2 separate regions of the Urocitellus parryii genome follow, and region 1 is linked to region 2. The links are chromatin contacts, called in public Hi-C maps. All regions are on one chromosome and are shown on one strand. Each heading gives the region's core, a stretch centred on a gene start, on an enhancer-like site or on the middle of the called end of the contact. The rest is flanking DNA. Distances are from core to core; before and after follow the strand shown. Region 1 holds the start of Vps18 (VPS18 core subunit of CORVET and HOPS complexes). Region 2 holds the start of Rpusd2 (RNA pseudouridine synthase domain containing 2).

The links. Hi-C and Micro-C count contacts between places; a contact is called where the count stands out from the background.
Region 1: a Hi-C map of liver shows a contact between it and region 2, with 6 times the contacts expected there. The contact joins the promoter of Vps18 here to the promoter of Rpusd2 in region 2. A contact is called at or near these places in 2 of 2 Hi-C or Micro-C datasets (liver and muscle).

What each region holds. Positions count from the first base shown.
Region 1 is chr6:88,307,565-88,310,704 of mUroPar1.hap1, reverse strand. Vps18 (VPS18 core subunit of CORVET and HOPS complexes) reads right to left here and starts at 1,700. Exons shown (of 5, transcript XM_026391808.2): 1 at 1,289-1,700; 2 at 1-72. The coding sequence starts at 1,379.
Region 2 is chr6:88,049,652-88,052,885 of mUroPar1.hap1, reverse strand. It overlaps Rpusd2 (RNA pseudouridine synthase domain containing 2), which reads right to left and starts at 1,648. Exons shown (of 3, transcript XM_026391151.2): 1 at 1,022-1,648. The coding sequence starts at 1,648. It also overlaps the pseudogene LOC113183818.

The DNA.
Region 1 (3,140 bases), core at 451-2,950, 260 kb before region 2:
CAGAAGGAGTAAAGTCAATGCGCTGCTTTGTGAAGATGGGCACTTCCTTCTCCAGCTGGGCATTCACATACCCTACAGGCAAGAAGTTTAGAAAACACTAGTTATGGGGCTGGGGATGTGGCTCAAGTGGTAGTGCGCTCGCCTGGCATGCGTGCGGCCCGGGTTCGATGTTAAGCACCACATACAAACAAAGATGTTGTGTCTGCCAAAAACTAAAATGTAAATAAAATACTTTAAAAAAATCTCTATTTAGACTTTATAAAAAAAAAAAAAAAGAAAACACTAGTTATGGAAGAGACAGGCAACAAAACCAAACAAAAAACCCCAAGAAACAACAGTGCTACATGAAATTCTCCCAGTAGTTCCTCCCCATCCACACTTTGTTTAACAAATAGTTTGAGATCAAGTCGTTTGTTGTAAGGGTCTTGGCCTCTTCTCACACTTCTGACAGCAGGGAATGGTTGATTCTTGATCACCTGAGATGCTATTACAGCAGGATGTACCTAGTTCCAGTGGTAATGGGAGGAGAGGAGGGTGTGAGTCTTACAGGGAGTTGATTTGAGCATTCTCTTTTATCAGTCTTTGGTCCCACAACCCCTGTTTAGCTTAATCCCAACTTCATTATCTATCTCCTCCCTGAACATGCAGTAGTGAAAAAACAGTGAGTTTTCAGAAGCCTGAAGGCAGAGGGAGCCCTGGGGAACCGCTCCAATCATTGGTGTTAACAAAACTGCAGCAGCTTTCTCACTAGACAATTGCTCAAAATGTGACCAGCTCTCTGCCAACTCTGCACTACTTTCTACAAAAATTTCCCCGAACACAGCTCTAGCTAAGGCCAAGAATATCTCATCTCCATTTCTCCCAGATCAGTGACAAATTCTCTTTAGGACCATCCCTCCTTCTACAACATTCCTTTTCCACAAATTTCATTATCCTATTCTCACTCGGGTATGGTGGGAAAGCAGAAAAATCAGGTATCAGGAAAAAACTGTATTCTATTTTCGATTCTCCCAACAGCTCAACTGCGGCCCTGTAGGCAAGTATTTCCTTAACTGAGCCCCACTTCCCTCTTTAGAAAGGACCCTAGTGGCAGGCCCTAGATCATGCGGCTGCTCTTATGGCTCTTTCAAACTTCCACCATTCGCCAGCTGGGAGCCAAGAGAGCTGGAGGAAAATAAGGAGTCGCAAAATTCAAGTTCCGGAGGTGATTCCGAGTTTTTGGAGCCGCCCTTCCCGCTCATGCCCCAAAGGTGCCAAAAGGGGGCATCGGCGCCCCTTTCTTTCTTACCCGAGTGGGGGATTGCCACATTAGGGCAGCCGGGTTGCAAGACAGCGGAGCGCGACAGCGAGTCCTCATACTCATCCAGGATGGACGCCATGGTGTTCGACCTCTGGGTCCTTCGTCCGGGGCGCGGAGATCACGACTGGGCTGCCCCCAGGGATCCCCGTCGCCCCGGACTGGAAGCTGCGACTCCCCAGCCTCTGACAGATCCTGGGAACCAGCCACCGCGGCCTCCTTGGACGTTCTCGCTCTCGCTTTATAGAGAAAGAAGGTGGGAGAGTCCTTCCCCTTGAATCTGGAGCAATCTTGCACCCCACTCGGCCCCCAAGTGAACCCAAACTCCTCTTAGCCGATCCCCCCAACCTCGCCCGGCAGCTCAGCTGACTCCCGCTCCCCTGGCGCACGCCTATGGCGTAACTTCCGGGTTCTCAGAGCCCCGCGTTTGCGGGAGCAGTCAGCCGCCGGGCCTCCACCCGCAGGCGCCGCAGGGGCTGCGAGGGCGGGGTGGGGCCAAGGCGGGTGCGCCCCTAGTGGCCCGAGCGCCGCCGGCTGGTGGGCGTGCCCTGCCTACCAAGCCCCCCCCGCCAGGCCCTGCTGCAGTTCCGGGTCTCGACACCAGGGGGAAGTCCCGGCTTTCTCAGCCTCTTTCCTGACGCTCCCCGCGCAGTCCAGCCTCAGTGTAGCGGTTTCGCAGCTCTCAAGGCCAGGCTTCCCCTTCTCAGATGGTCTGCTCAGCCTCTCCAACAGCCCGCTGCCTAGATACCCTCCCTAGGACCTCCTGTTCCTTAATCTAATATTATTTTTGTCTACCTTCACACGACACAGGCAAAGCCAGGCGAAGTGGCGGTGATCCCAGGTAGTTGGGAGACTGAGACGGGGGTGGGGGGGTGATAGGGTAGCAAGTTTGAGGCCAGTCTAGTCTTGGCAAGTTTAAGTAGCAACTTAGCAAGACCTGTCTTGGTAGCTGCGGTGGACCAATAAATAGATCATTAATATTAGAAGTGATTGAGATCACTTATGCATAAGGTCACTGGATCCACAAATGAGCATCCCTCTGTGCCAGGTTCTGGGGACATGGCAGAGAGAACAAAACCAACCAAGGTCTCTGGCCTCATGGTGCGCGGCCATCGACGTGGCCACCGGACTGTGGGAACACGGAGGAGCAAGGAACATATACCCAAAAAGCCTAGCAGGAATGAAGGACAAATGGAGGTGGTGGAAAAGGTGAGAGCCACTAGCCAAAGTCAGAGAAGTAATCCTAAGGCCCAGAAATTTGAGGGGTTGGACCAGGTGTGTCGGTGCACATGTGCAATCCAAGATGCTGGGTAGACTGAGGCAGAGGATGGGGAGTTAAAAGCCAGCCTCAGCAACTTAGTGAGGCCCTAAGCAATTTAGCAAGACCCTGTTTCTAAATAAAATATTAAAAAGGACTGGGGATGTGGTTCAGTGGTTAAGCACCCCTGGGTTCAATCCCTGGTACCAAAAAAAAAAAAAAAAAAAAAAAAGTTTGAGGGCTCAAGTGCCACTACATTTGGGTTTCTGTTTTCCATCTGCCTAGGTGACCCAGATGAAATCTGTCTCCTTCTGGGGCCCCCTTGCTAAAGTGAAAGGCTTTCAGCCAGGGTCACAGCTGCCCTCACTTTTGCAGGTAACCCCATCCTAAAAATGAAAAGTGCCCTTTCACTCTCAAAGGCATGCAGGTTTGCACTATACCTTCCATTTTTTTTAAAGAGAGAGAGAGAATTTTTTAATATTTATTTTTCAGTTCTTGGCAGACACAACATCTTTGTTTGTATGTGGTGCTGAGGATTGAACCCGGGCCGCACGCATGCCAGATGAGTGTGCTACCACTTGAGCC
Region 2 (3,234 bases), core at 399-2,898:
ATTGAAAAAGTATGCAAAAAGTTAATGATTATCTCTAAGAGGTGAGATTACAGATGTCTTGGTTTTGCTTATTTGTTTATTCTCTACCTTAAAGTTACATTATAAAAGCAATTTTTTAAGTGAAGTTAAAACCTCCTTGAATCATCACTTCTTGTGACCTTGAACCAACAATATCAAGTTGTTAAATCCACAGATATGGGATCTACACTTGGATTTGCCATAGGCTCTCTACAAGTTCTTGGAGAAGTCAATTTCTCTAGAACTCAGTTTCCTTATCTGTAAAATATGAGGGTTAGACCAGAACTATACTTTTCATAATTGGGACAGGAGAGGAAATCCCTAAGTTTTGAAATTGCCTTGTGTTACTATCAGAGGTGTCTGGTACCTCTTGATGTGACAGAATTTTAAAGGGGTCAAAGCACCTGTATAGACAATTCTGGTCTCTATCCCTGACATCCCACAATGTATTACATGTCAGGCTCTATGATAAATAGTTTAAACAGTAGCTATGAGAACACAAACTTTGGAAGTGGCCCTGTTCCTCAGTTTTCTTAAAAACAAAATGGGGTGGCAATACCTACTGCACAAAGCTGAGATTAGAATTCAATGTTGTATTACGTAAAATGCTTAACTTTGTGCCCAACACCCAGGAGACATAAATGATAGCCTCTATTATCACTATTTGTACAGAGACCTAAGATGCAGGGTAGAAAGTGGGTAGTGCCCTTGCCACAAGACAACATACAAAAAGGAACTATGATAATTCCAACTTATGTTCCTTAGAAACAAGGAAGCCACCTTGATGGGGAGGATAAACAGGTTGAGTTCTGAAGCATAAACAGGCTATCTACTTGGGGAGACAGGAAGCAGAGACTAAAAAGGAGTGTTCCAAGTGAAAAGGAAAACGCTTCTGAATTACCATAATTTAACTCCCACACCTATATACCAAGTCTGAAAAACAAAACCCAAAATCCTGATCCTTTCCTCTCCCGCCTTCTAGCCAGCCCCATCAGGACTGCACCTTGAGCACAATGCTGAGGTTCTGTACTGGCTCCTCGTTGAGATGCAGGCGGCCTGCCCGGATCGCGGCTTCATAGTAGGCGAGCGGCTGGGCTCGGAACTCGGTGCTGAAGACATGCATCAAGCTGTGACCCACCCAGCGGCCTTTGCAGTAGGTTCGAAAGTCAAAGTAATAGGGCCGCACCTTGCGCAGGCCGCCTTCGAAGTAGTAGCTGGTCTCTGCAAAGTGCTCATCGCTGAAGCTGACCCCAGTCCGCCGTTTCTTTGGGGGCGGCACTACGCGCTCCCGAGTTGCGCCCCGCCGCTTCTTCCGCTTGCCTGGATCTGGGGCTAGGGCCGAAGGTTCCTCTCTGTCTCCTGGAGTCTGCTCCACGATCCCCGCGGCTGGCTCCACTACTGGGCCCCCGGGCTCTGGGCGCCCTGGAAGCGGCTCAACCCTAGCGTCGCTACCAGCGTCTCCGTTTTGCTGAGTCGGAGCCCTCAGCCCGTCTGCTGCCTCAGCTCGGGTGGACAGTGTTCCCGCCATCGGACCCCTATAGCTACCCCAGGTCCAAGCTAGGCTGAGGGGCCGGAGGTCAAAGCGCCACTGCACCACAAGCCCGAGCCACCCGCGGCGGTCCAGCCACATAACCCCTCAGCCACCGCTCGGGTGTCGCTGTCTGAAGACGTCACTCGGCATCAGCCAATCAGAGAGGCCCAGTGCCGAGGCGGGGTCTGCGATTGAGTGAGTTAATTCAACAAATTGAATTAAGTTGGAAGAGTTGACCGAAGTGGTGAATTGTGAGGTTGCGAGAATGTCTTACCAAAAACGGTCATAACTTCTTCGACGAGGGAAATCTGGCGTTATTTCATAAAGAAAATATTTGGGATTGCTCTGTATAAAAGCCGTCGCAGGAGTCGTTCGTGTACGTTGAGTGTAGACGACTGCTCAAAATTCCTTAGATCTGGAGAAACGCTTGAAAGGAGCTTGATTTGAAATAAAAACCAAACAAAAAGTATCACCAGAATGAAGACTGCCAACTTCTGTGAATATACTAAAAATCATATATACCTTAAGATGATTGAATATTATAATATGTGACATATCTCAATAAATTCCTCCCTCAAAACACATACAAATGTCTTTCACACTTGTCCGTCTTTCTGACAGCATGAGAAAGACTCAGAATTTCCCACTTGCCTCCAATATGCTCCCATACTGATCCACTTGCCCATTAAAGCTGCAAGTGGTAGCTCTTAAGGTTCGTTACCTGGAACGCATCACCATTCTTCGGGGGAATCACGAGAGCAGGCAGATTACACAAGTTTATGGTTTCTATGATGAGTGTTTAAGAAAATATGGGAATGCAAATGTTTGGAAATATTACAGCTCTTTTTTACTATCTTCCTCTCACTGCCTTGATGGATGGGCAGATCTTCTGTCTACATGGTGACCTCTCACCATCCATAGACACACTGGATCATATCAGAGCATTTGATCGTCTACAAGAAGTTCCCCATGAGGGTCCAATGTGTGACTTGCTGTGGTCAGATCCAAATGATCGTGGTAGTTGGGGTATATCTCCTTGAGGAGCTGGTTACACATTTGGACAAGATATTTCTGAGACATTTAATCATGCCAATGGCCTCACCTTAGTGTCTAGAGCTCACCAGCTGGTGATGGAGGGATATAACTGGCCATGATTGGAATGTAGTAACAATTTTCAGTGCTCCAAACTATTGTTATCATTGCGGTAAACCAAGCTGCAATCATGGAACTTGATGATACTCTAAAATATTCTTTCTTGCAGTTTGATTCAGTACCTCGTAGAGGCGAACCACATGTTACTAGTCATACCCCAGACTACTTCCTGTAATGAAATTTTAAACTTGTACAGTATTGCCATGAACCATATATTGACCTAATGGAAACTGGAAGAGCAACAGTAACTCCAAAGTGTCAAAAATAGTTAACATTCAAAAAACTTGTTTTCACATGGACCAAAAGATGTGCCATATACAATTACAAAGCCTCTTGTTATCAACAGTCGTGACCACTTTAGAATGCACCAGTTCATTGCATGCTGAAGCAACACCGCTGGTCAAGAAACCAGTTTCTGGCATAGCACTATTTGTAGTTACTTTTGCTTTCTCTGAGAGACTGCAGATAATAAGATGTAAACATTAACACGTGAATACAATTTAACTTCCATTTAGCTATAGCTTTACTCTGCA